Linked DNA regions of Cricetulus griseus: region 1 is linked to region 2. Evidence: chromatin contacts called from public Micro-C data. All regions are on one chromosome and are shown on one strand. Each heading gives the region's core, a stretch centred on a gene start, on an enhancer-like site or on the middle of the called end of the contact. The rest is flanking DNA. Distances are from core to core; before and after follow the strand shown.

The links. Hi-C and Micro-C count contacts between places; a contact is called where the count stands out from the background.
Region 1: a contact with region 2 is called in a Micro-C map of the CHO-K1 cell line, with 2.7 times the contacts expected there. The contact joins the promoter of LOC113835651 here to the enhancer-like site in region 2. A contact is called at or near these places in 2 of 8 Hi-C or Micro-C datasets (the CHO-K1 cell line and liver).

Annotation. Positions count from the first base shown.
Region 1 is chr4:5,214,607-5,220,315 of CriGri-PICRH-1.0, reverse strand. LOC113835651 (histone H1-like protein HC2) reads left to right here and starts at 1,515. Exons shown (of 2, transcript XM_027415752.1): 1 at 1,515-1,528. The coding sequence starts at 1,515.
Region 2 is chr4:4,332,055-4,338,111 of CriGri-PICRH-1.0, reverse strand. No RefSeq gene overlaps it. Among named protein-coding and RNA genes, the nearest start is that of Mir802, 83 kb to the left of the region's middle. Within about 2 kb of position 3,346, at least 2 of the 6 cell types and tissues checked have open chromatin away from gene starts, as enhancers often do. A contact at or near this core is called in the CHO-K1 cell line, where this site is marked.

The sequences.
Region 1 (5,709 bases), core at 266-2,765, 880 kb before region 2:
GTATGCCTGGCCCAATGGCTTTGGACAAGCCTCTTCCATGATGGCCTGTCATACCTTCTTAAAACTGGGCTTTCTGGGAGAGTGTTTGGGTCACTCTGGGTGTCAACTGAAAACAAATCTGCGCTCAGGGCAATATCATCCGTCTGTATCGGGAGCCACCCTTCTTTGCTTGGCAGTGTGGCTGAGCCAATATCCACCGACTCACAGGGCAATTAGTAGTGGTGCTCTCATTGCTGAGTCCCGACCCCTTCTGCATCATCTTGTACTGTCCTAGCCCTAAATGCCCACTAACCTGAGCTCCCTGGGGAGCAGGGGCAGGGCTCCAGCACCCACGTTTGGCTCACACCACAGCCTCGGTCATAACCACTTGCATCCTTCCACCAGCTCTGGCTTAGCCAACTGAGCCAGCGTGCCTGCCTCTTGGCTGTTTCCCCACCTCTCTTGGAATACTGTTGACTGACTCTCAGTCCAGGGATCTACTGCAGATGGACTCCCTTTGGTTCACCGTGACTCCAGGCTGGGCTAGCAGAAAGTTCTGTCCATCTTAAAGTCCAACGAAGAGAGTACATACAGCCTGAAGTGTGTGTGTACATCTTGAGTGTGTGTCCTCTTTAAATATTTGTTTGCTTATTCATTTGTTTATTTGTCTAAGTCAAGAAGTCCTAGACATGCCAGCCTGGGACACTAAATCATGAGGACACAGAGAGCAGGCAAGACCTCAGAGTTGAACACTCACAGGTCATAGATGCCAATGCTGGGGTTGACCAGGCTATCACCAGTGATGCAGGAATGACACCCTGTCCTGAGCCCTTTGTACCATGCTGGGCCATTGGCGTCAGATGCAAAGGGAGTCGATAATGCTGGGAAAATCTGTCAGACAATTTATCCCACTGGCACAGAGCCTAGAATTATAATCAGATCTTGACTTCTTCAAAGACTCTTGCTTTGTATTTTTCCAAATCAAAAATAAATATTGAGGGCAATTACCTTCCTTTCCTCCTCTGATGTATGAAGGGGAGTTTTCACCCATTAATTCAGGAGTCCTCTCATTTTACTCTGAAGGCCCAAGGAACTTGTTAACAAAATATCAACACCGTCTGTCTAGGCTGTGACTGAGAAGAGAGGCGAGTTATTGTGTTCTGGGTTAGTATTTTCTCCATTTTAAAAAGGCTCTGGCCGGCCAGAGACTTCTTCGCAGACAAAAACAGCTGTTTTCTTCCTATCACTGGAGGCATTGTTTATGTGGGTCCACTTGCTTGCTGTTATCAGGACACCCTCCAGGGGGCAGCAGACCACAACCTGTGTGTGTTTCCTCTACCTCCTTGCCCAGTTTAAACTGGTCTAAAGTGGAGGTCTGAGGGGTAGGACCCTGGCTATCTTCTCTGGGCTTCCCTGGGCTCCTCGAGGAAGCGTGTCTCCTGGAGGAAAAGCAAAGCCCCACCAGCCTTATTTTTGGAGCGCTGTGGACATGACCAGACCTATTAATTGCTTAATTGAGGCATAGGGCTTTGAAGATGAAAAGTACCCGGTAAGTAAGTGGAGAATTCAGTGGCTTCCAGCCCAGGAGCATCTTTTCAAGGTATTGCATTCACCCTGGTGACCTTTGCCTGCAAGCAGACACCCCTACCTCCACTCCACCCCACAGCGGGAGACTAAGGGATGTCTCCTAGGAGGAATCCCTTAGCAAAATTTCTTTGATCTCAAGCCATACCCTTTCTCCAGGGCCAACAACTAATTCTATCATCCCTACATGTGCCCTTCACACAGGCTCTAACTCTGTCACAGGTCCCCAAGGTGGTGAAGCCAAAGTGAAATGGGTATTCAGTAGCCTCTGTAGCTCAGGCATTGGTCACTGACCAGGTAGGACCTCCAAGCAGGCACCAACTGTAGGGAAAATGCTTTTTCTTGGGAAGTGTAAACAATGTCCACTCCCTCCTTATAAGGCTCCAATAACGAACTCAAGTACAATTTACCAAATTCAACCTGGGGAATCTATGAGTTTACTGGGATTACTGATAGAGCATTGGTGAGGGGTTTGTTAGTCGCGCTGGGCAGTCTTCACTCTGTATGGATGAGGTAGACCCCTCAGTTAATATTCTCCAGCTTGCATACTCTGGTAGCTCTTGAGAGATCACATACAGCTAGGGCTGAAGTGCCTACGGATGGCTGGATGGAGTGTCTGGACTCTCAGATGAAGAGCCTGCTCCCCCCCCCCTCCTCGATGGAACATTGTAAGAGACAGGGATGGTCTCTTACAAGCAGACACACCTCTGAGGAAGATGGCGGTTGTTCTGCTTTGAGGACTGTGCTGGACAGTGGTTGGCAACTACAGCACATTTTTTTTTCTTGGAGAATAAAGGACATGAGGAGGTGAGGAGTTCCATGGCAAATGGAATCAAGACACAGATAACAAAGAGAACACGTCAAACACAGGGTAAATGTCTTAGGTTACAAAGAATTCTCCCTCTTGTATAGTCTTCAAGTCCCTCCAGAAGCCTGAGAGTGTGGGAAGAATGGGTACAGGTGGTAAGAGTAGGAGACAGGATGGAGTGGGGTGGGGGTGTGGACCAGGCGGGACCAGGTACCTGTCTAAGAGCCCAGTGTCAGTGGCTCCTTCATTATTGGGATGGGGATGGTTAAACAGGCAAAACACTGAAGGCCGGAAACTCCAGGTGGTGGTCCAGCCTATGATCTGAGCAGATGTTCCTAGCAGTAAATATTAACTCCTGTGGTATGATGTCTACCATGGAAAAAAGAAGGAAAATATCAAGGTAAAGCCAGGCTTTGGTGATGCTGTGCTCTGGGTGGGGTAATTCTTAGAGACATAATTAAATCTCCTTCCTGAGCATCTAAGAACCTAGAGCCAAAGGGGCCACTGAAGAAAGTCAGGAGTCTAGACTCCCTGAAAAAGGTTTTCAGGGAGAAGAGAAAAACCAGACTGGGCCCCAGTCACTAGGACATCTCCCTCTTTTACAATCAGGACATGTGAGGTGTGTGTGTGTGTGTGTGTGTGTGTGTGTGTGTGTGTGTGTGTGTGTGTGTTCATGTATGCAGGCCAGAGGACAACCTTGGCTATTGTTCTTCAAGTGCCACCCACCTTTTTGGTTTTGAGATTGGTTTTTCATTGGCCTGGAACTTTCCCTGTGGGCTAGGTACCTGCCTCTCTGTCTCTCCAGTGCATGCCTCCAACCCAACTTCTGAAAACATGAGTTCTGGTGATCAAACTCAGGTCTTCATACTGGCAATCACATCACCAACCCAGCATACAGTTTCTATCTCCATTGCCCAGCCTCAGACATATGGATGGGTCCCTCTCCTTTAGAGCACATAGGGAGCTCATGGGCCCAGCCCCCTGGGCTGGGCTATCATGATCTCAGGGACAAGACCTTGATTTAAACATTTACTTGAAAGTCCCCCAAACACCAAGTGCAGTGCTCTTTGCCTTCAGCATGTTTCCCACCCACACTTACAGAGAGATGGAGGAGGAAGAGAAGGAGGAGGGGGATGAGGAGGAGGAGGAGAAGGAGGCAAATTCCTCACACAGCTGGGCAGGGTGCGGACTCCCTTATGGGCTTGGTAGCAGTGTAGTTAACAGTGGCAGAATAACGGGAGTCTGGGGTTTCCCAGGCTCAGGGGTGGCATGGAGTGATGTTACCTCTTTTGTGCTCTCCCGTCCCTAAGTAATCCATCTATCCCATGATTCTGGTGTCACCTGGTGGCTTCTTCCACATACACTGCTGTCTCAGGCCTTTACCACAGTCCAAACAGATGAGGCCACTCAGCCTTACATTTCCAGCCTTCAAAACCATGGTCTAAATACCTAAACATATTCCCCTACTTTAAACAGCATCCAGGCTCAGTTATCTTTCAATAGAAAACAAAGATGTCATCCATGATCTGCAACTCAAAGAGAGAACGGTTAGTGTTAGCTGACACTCTTCAGAATCTATCAGCTACCTAGCCCCTCTGTCCATCCATATGTCTATATTCTCCTTCATGAAGATACAGTCATAAGAGCATTCTGTTTTATTATTGTTTGCTATTCCCCAGGCTACTATTTTTTTCTAACTTTGAAAGTTTGTGATTATTTTAGTGTGTGTGCGTGTGCGTGTGCATGTGCGTGTGCGTGTGTGTGTGTTGCTTGTGTGTGTCTGTGCACCATGTACATGTCTGATGCCTGAAGAGGCTAGAAAAGGGATATTGGATTCCCTGGACCTGGATTTGCAGACAGTTGTGAGCAGCCACATCGTTCCTCTGCAAGAGTCGCCAATGCTCTTAACCACTGAGCCGTCTCTCCAACTCCTCTTGCCTTATTTTTAATGGGTTTCTAACGTACTCTGTCTCACAGTCTTTTGATCAGTCCTGTGTGTTCCAAATTTCTTTACTGTTCTACGAGACAAGGAGTTCGAGATCTTTGTAAAAGTGTTTTGGGCATCTGTTGGCGCTTTTCACAGGATAAGTTTCTGTACATGGAAGAGTGGGTGTGAGGCACAGGCATTGTTTGAGTTTTTAGGATTACTCTTTTGGAATATTATTCTAAATGTCTCCCACCTGCCCCAAATAAGTGTAACACTCAAGTATATTTACAGATTATTTTCCTGTTATTGTGGGATAAAATGACATTTCACTACTGGTTTGATAGTTTTAAAATTAAAAAAAAATTGTTTACTCTATTTTTGGGGACATAAGGTTTTGCTATGTACTACAGAAAGACCTCCTGTGTCACTCTCTTAAGTGCTGGAACTATAGTCATAAATTTACGTTTTATTGGATTTAAATCATATAAAGTGAATACATTTGTAAGTTTACCACCCAGTGAATTTTAATGTATAGAAATATCCATATAACTACCACCCTGACTCAAGTATACAACTCTTCCAGAAAGTTCTTTGTTAGTCTCTCCTAGTTAACTCCCCCACTTGCCCTCTTAACAGTTTTGCCCATCCATGACCTCATATAACTGGGAACACCCAGTATCTATGCTGTGTCTGGCTCCCCCCCCCCCCCCCCCCGCCCCCACCAATTGTTGGAGACAGGGTTTCTCTGTGTAGCCCTGGCTGTTCTGGAACTCTCTCTGTAGATCCCGCTGGCCTCACACTCAGCGATCTGTCTGCTTCTGCTTCCTTGGTGCTGGGATTTAAAGGCGTGCGCCATCAGGGCCCAGCTTGAGCCTGCCTTCTCACACTCCACTCCATGTCTGACAGGTTCATCCACACAGAAGCCTTCTCATTGGGTCTGTTACCGCTCACTCGCCACCCACTGTTCTCTTCCTCCTTCTTCTATGTGAGGGGGGAACCTTGATGGTTTCCAGTTGATTTTGCCATGCTTGAAGGGGGATATAGGCACTCATCTCCCAGGGATGGAAGGAGGCGTGGCTCACTCTGTATATTTAGCCATGGTAGAAACTTCCAAATATTTTTCTGAGTGGCTGTATCAACTTACGTACCAGAGGCGCTTGAGACGTGCAGTTGCCCCATACCCTTGCCAGCCATGTGGTATTTTTAGCTCTTCAATTCCAGCCGTTTTGTTTGTATTTTTATTATTATAAAGTCAGTTGCTTAAGGTCCCACACACTTTGTCACTTGGATTTCTATTTGTTTCCTTCCCCTTTATTCCCTTCTCACTAATTGCTTTTCAGGGTTGGGGTTGAGATAGGGTCTCCTTATGTAGTCCTCACTGGATTTGAACTTGAAATCCTCTCGTCTGTAC
Region 2 (6,057 bases), core at 2,097-4,596:
ATATGGTACCCAAGTAACTCCCCGGGCTTGCTGGTCACTGTGGAAGCAGAAGCCCATGGTCCAGAGATGCACAGCCATGGGGACTCAGGATGGAGAGAGGAAGGCGAGATTAGCCCTTAATTGGCTTGTTCACAGCTTCCCACCTGAGTCTTCTCTCTCTCTTTCCCTCCCCCACCTGCCTCCCCCCTCCCCTCTCTGCCACTGGGCCCCCAGGGAGGTTGTGTCCTTCTTTCATTTCTTGTGTCAGATTTCAGGCTGACACGTGGTAATTGATTCCGCTGCTGGTTAGACGGCTGTTAAGTGCGAGAGATGAAGTTTCAATGAAAACAAATAGCACTTGGAGGGCCTGGCCTTTCAGAGAGGAGCTTCTGCTGTGGTTGAGGCCGGGGGTGTGCAGTTCAAACCTGTGTGAGCTGGTTGTGTCTATGTCTGCATGTCCCTCACTCACCTTCACCAGCTCCCAAAGCCCAATCACAGCTAGATTGTCTCAGGGTCCCTTCTGGCTCAATGACAGCCCTACAGCAGGTGGAGGCTCTGATTCAAACCTGAGAACTTGTGTCCGAGAGGGAGCGATGGTGATGTGTGCTCTAAGTTCCTAGGATAGAAAAAGACTTCCCTTCTGGAAAGAAAAAAGTGCTTCCAGGAGACAGGAGTGCCTCAGCACAACCCCTGCTGTGTGGCAGTGTTGACATTCTGTTCCACCATGGGCCAATAGGGGCATTAGCACTGACCTTGGTCCATATGAAGTTCAAAGCTCTCCTAGTAACTCTTTGGGTTATAGCCATGGCTACCTTCTGCATTCCCCAGACCCACCTTTAGTACTGAAGGATGCTAGGATATGGATGTCTGGGGATGACTCTCCTAAGGTAAGGCTGCCTGCAGGATCCACTTTGCCTGAGACCACAACTCTCCTGTGACAACTGACAGGGGCTGATTGGCAGGTCAGGTACTTGACAGCCTGGGTCTCAAGCTCCAGCTCATGGAGACAATGAAGCAATGAAGGTTACTCCGGTTTCCCGCCATATGGCAAAAGCACCTTCCGGCAACTTCTCTGTCCCTTTCTGCTGAATTCTTTTCTGAACCACAGAGATTTACGCTACGAACACCCAGGGATCTAAGTCACCGAAGAATCCACCTTCTGGGAACAGGAGTGGTATTTGAGAGTTAAATCACCAAAAATAGCTCAGGTACTGCAGGGACCCCATCACAAAGCCATCTCCCCAGAACAAGCTACGGTGGTCTCTCAGAGACAAAACTACACAGGCCTCTGCTCCACATCAGCTGTTTGATAAAAACATGTAGAAAAGAACGACAACATTGTTGGAATTGCCTGGGACTTGCTGCAGGCAACTCATATCTGGGAAGAGAAGCAAAGAAAGGTGAAGCCATCCGCCACTGATCTAACACTACATGTCAGATCCAGAGGCCCCCTGGTCACCGTAGGGAAGACTTTCATCCAGAGGCAGGAAGGGGCGAGGATGGGGCCCACTGCCGTGGTTTGAAGGCATCGCCTAGAGTTCCTGTTCTAGAGACTTAATCCTTCAGACAACAGCATCAGGAAGTTGACCAGCTGAAGGTATTTGTCCCAGGCCTCTGCCTTCATGTGTATGATAATGACACCCTCATAGGGGTGGGACCTTCATGAAGGAAGTAGGCTTGCAATGAAAGAGGGCTCAGCCATCTCTTCTCACTCAAGCTCACTCTCTTCCTCTTTAATCTTTCCCCATGAGATAATGAAGTACAAAGACCCCTCATCAGATGTAAGCCCCTGATCTTAGACACCTCAACCTCTGGGGATATGAAAATACCTCTATTCTTTATAAACCAAACAGTCTCAGGTTTTCTGTGATAGGAGCACAAAACAGACTAAGACACACCAGAAAAGAATGTTGGCAGGGTGACATCATCTGGGCTAACAGGCCATGTGTTGCCATAATGAAATAACAAACTAAGTAATTTAATCATCCCATGGTCCTGAAGGCTACAAGCCGAAGGTCAAGTGTGTTGACCAGGGTTCTCTACTAGGTAGAGTCTACATAGAGAGATGTGCACAAGCTTAGCTATGAAGACTAGCTACACAAGCCAGCTGCCTACAGACTTGAGACCCAGAAAAGCATATAGCATAATTCAAACCAAGGCTGAAGGGCTGAGAACCACGTGGTGGTGGACTGGAGTTGGCTGCTGCAATACAGTCTACAGTGCAAAGACTCAAGATACAGAAGATCCGATGTCTGAGAGAAGCAGTCGAAGGCAGATGTCCCTGTCACAGACATCTGGGATGAATTCACCATTTCTCCCACATTTCATCTGTCTGACCCTCAGTGGACTCGGTGGTGCCTGTGGGAATTGATGTGAGCTATTCTCTGCTGCCCTCCCACAGACATAGCTTGAAAGGTTTTACAAGCTACATGCTCATGCCTTAATCCAATTAAATGGGCACAAAATTAACCATCTCACAAGTTGTCAGTAGGGCTGGTTCCCCTTAAGACCTATTACAATCTCCTTGGTTTCCAGGTGTCATGGTTTCCCTGTCACATGTCCATCTCTGTGTGTCTGTGCTGTAGTCTCTTCTAAAGATAATGTTCATGTCACATAAGGGTCTACCCTAATGGCCTCACTTGAATGTAATTATCTTTTTAAAGACTCTATAAATAAGAGTCACATTTTGAAGGTCCTTAGTCCAATTTCTAGACCTAAATAAGTTTTCAGACTCAAAATGATTGGCACCAGCTCTAGAAACCTGACATATTGTCTTCAAACCATGCCAGCGCCTCCTTGGTCAACACTGGCATCCAAGACCAGGCCTGGCGCCTGCTCGGTTCACAGTTAAATACCCCACCTGCTTCCAATTGTCTGTTTGGTAGCAATATGCGTATTTGTTAGTGGCAAACACCCACACTGGGACCCATCAGTGAGATTTCAGAGAGTGCTCCTAGCCCATAACAATCTCCCAGCCTGGGCCAGGGGTGAGGGCAGTGACTGGGACTTAAAGCTTGGAATAATTCCTGGCATCAAGGCTGCAGACATGCAGTCCCTATGGAGTCACTTCCTGATTAAGCAAGGCACTCCCTGTAGAGAGCAGATGGGCGCTGGGGGATCCTAAACTGTCCACCCCAGACTGCCAGCTGCTGGGAGGCCTCCTGCCAGGTGCTGAATCATCACTAAATCACAGGCTCAGGTACCTGGTGTGCAGCCTTTGATCTGCAAAGTGAGTTCTTTTCATCTCTGCCAAAACACAAGGCTCAGGGACCAACCATGTTTGCCCAAAAGAGACAATAGTATTCCCTTACAGTGTTGACCCAGGGCCCTGCCAGCACTCCCCTCTCTGTCATAATACAGTCTGAGGAGACAAGGCCCAGCTGGACCACTGAAGGATGTCAGCCTGGTGACAACATCCTGTGAGTCAGGCCTGAGGAGTAAGAAGTGGAAAAATGCTAGGGGCCTCGGAAGTCGAACTCTTGCAATTTACAGAGTGGGAAGTAATGTCACCGGGGATTTGAGTCCAGCCTATCACTGGCAAAGGTCTAGATCTGGGGCATTCCAGGGCAACCTAGCCAAGGAAAAAAACAAATTCCTGTGTCTTATCCCTCCTAAACAGAGAACGTGCCACACCTAGTCAATTCCTTTGGGGTCTGAGAAATATTACTTCCCAGGAGGGAACACGTTTCATACCCTATAACCAGCAATACAAAGGATGCAGTTTGGGCGGGAGACAAAAAGTTAGATAGGTTCTACCAAAGTCCCAGGCTCCTGGGCCTTCTGACTCAGCAGCCCTCATGATCAGGAAAGAATCCCAGTGAAACCAAAGCAAGAACTGCGGAGTTTAGGAGTTTAGGATTCCACAACCAAGAAACGTGATTCTGGTGCAGCAGAGTGGGAGAGGAAAGGATGAGGGGCCCTGGTGCTACCCAGAGGACTGCAGGCGATTTCCCACACATGTATGTTCAAACAAACACAGACAGAGACAGTGCTTCCTTTCTTTCTAAAATCAATAGGCATGAGAGAAGCAAATGTGGGGAGTGGGTGGGCTGGTGGAAGATTATAGAAACTGCAAAGTTGTGTCAAACAACTATAGAGCATTAAAAAGAAAGGCCCCCAGCATGCTGGTGGGCCCTGGAAAACATGGAACACCTAGCCATAGCCACTGAGGAACCAGTTGTCTGCGCACCACTTTTCATCAAAGCCACAGGGTTCGGCAGCTCTGCCACCATCCACTGTCTGGTGGAGGATGAGGCAGCTCGCATTCGTCTGTGGCTACCACTAAATACCGGAAAGCAGTACTATGAAGAGCAGAGCCTGGGAAGTCTCCAGATCAACAATCAACCCACCCCTGCCCCGCCAGCATCCCGTCCCTGAGTGCACACCAAAAGGGCAGAAGCAGAAACTCTGTATCGAGAGCGCAAAGATCCTTGGGCAGCTTGGGTAATGCAGGTCCTTGAACTGGCATCTAGGAGATCTGGGAAGCCGTAACAAGTAACAAAACAGCGAACACATGACACTTTGTGTTTGAACACAGAGCTACTCACAGGACACTTTGTGTTTGAACACAGATACTCACTCTCACAGCCACCCTACTAGACTGGAGTACACTATTGATCTTGTGTTATGGCTGTGAAAACTGAAGCTAAGTGACTTACCCAAAGCCATGGAGCAGCCAATGAAGAAATAGTATTTGCACTTGACCTAACCCTAGAGCTTTTGCTTAGCCAGGAGGCCAAAGTCAAAAAAAAAAAAAAAAAAAAAAAAAAAAAAAAACAAACAACAAACAAAAACAGCACTTTAAAAAAAATAGTTAAAGAAAGAGAAGGGGGCTGAAATAATCTATATCCCAAGAGGCACATGCCGCTCACGGGACCAGTCTCTGAGCTTACACACAAGGAAGGCAATTTCGTTTGCCAAACACTTTTGCGCATTAGAGCCTCTTGCAGTAGCACATGAGCGCCACCTAGTGTCAACATAGAATTGCTGCCACAGTACTTCTGGGACGGCCTAGGAGCTGCTCAGTGTTCTAGTTCCTGGAGAAATTCCCTCACTTTCAAAAGATGGTCATAAAATACAGCATGGTAAAGAATGGAAATGATACAACCAGCAAAGCAATGGGAATGATAACCTTAGTAAATGAAGACAACTGTAAAAGGGAAAGCCATAGCAAACCATTGATGTGTGTGTGTGCTTATAGCAAATTTAGTGCAGCTATACACTAAAAGCATGTCCTGACTAACCACTCTTTTCCCACCTGAGTCTTTAGGATACCACTGCTCCCACTGTTACCCCAGGAGACCTCTGGACCCCTCACTGGTGGAAGGCGCTGGAGATTTAGAAACCCGTTTTTGTGAGATTCACTTCCTTCCAAGATCTACTGAGCTCAGATGAACACGAGAGGTGGAGGGAAACTTGCTTGGGTATGACTGACAGGTGGATGAGGCAATGCTAAGTGAAGGAAGAAGGATACAACTAGATTGTGGAGTGTTCCATTCATACAAAATACCCAGAACAGGTCGATTGGTTGAGTTTTAAATACACCTACTGTGTATATGGTATATACATACATATCATACAGTATACATTCTACTGCATAAATGCATATACTATGATATATATATACATATATATATATATGTATATATATATCCTCCTATGAAGAATCAAACAATTACACTTACTATCTTAGGCTTTCAGATGGGGTATTTTAAGCTGGGAATAGCGTTATGAAGGCCTAGATTATCAGCTTAGCTGGATCCAGGGAGTCTGACAATGATAAAGACTGAATTCATCTTCATTTTCCAGCAGTGCTAGGTCCTTGGGCTTACTAGGCAAAGAGCTCTACCACTGGTCTATAGCCCCGTCCTGGTTTTGTGGGCGGGCTCTGAGCCTGTGCTGAAGGAAGGCCCAGGTGACCTGTTGTCTGCTGGGAATCAGTGAGCTGCCCACAGTGTCTGTGGAGAGATGAAGCTCTCTCTGAGTCTGCAGACTGAGTTCATGTGGATAGACACCATCCAGTCACTTGGGTTCCAAATGGCAATAAAAGGTGGGGAAAGTGCAGTTCAGGCTGTGTTC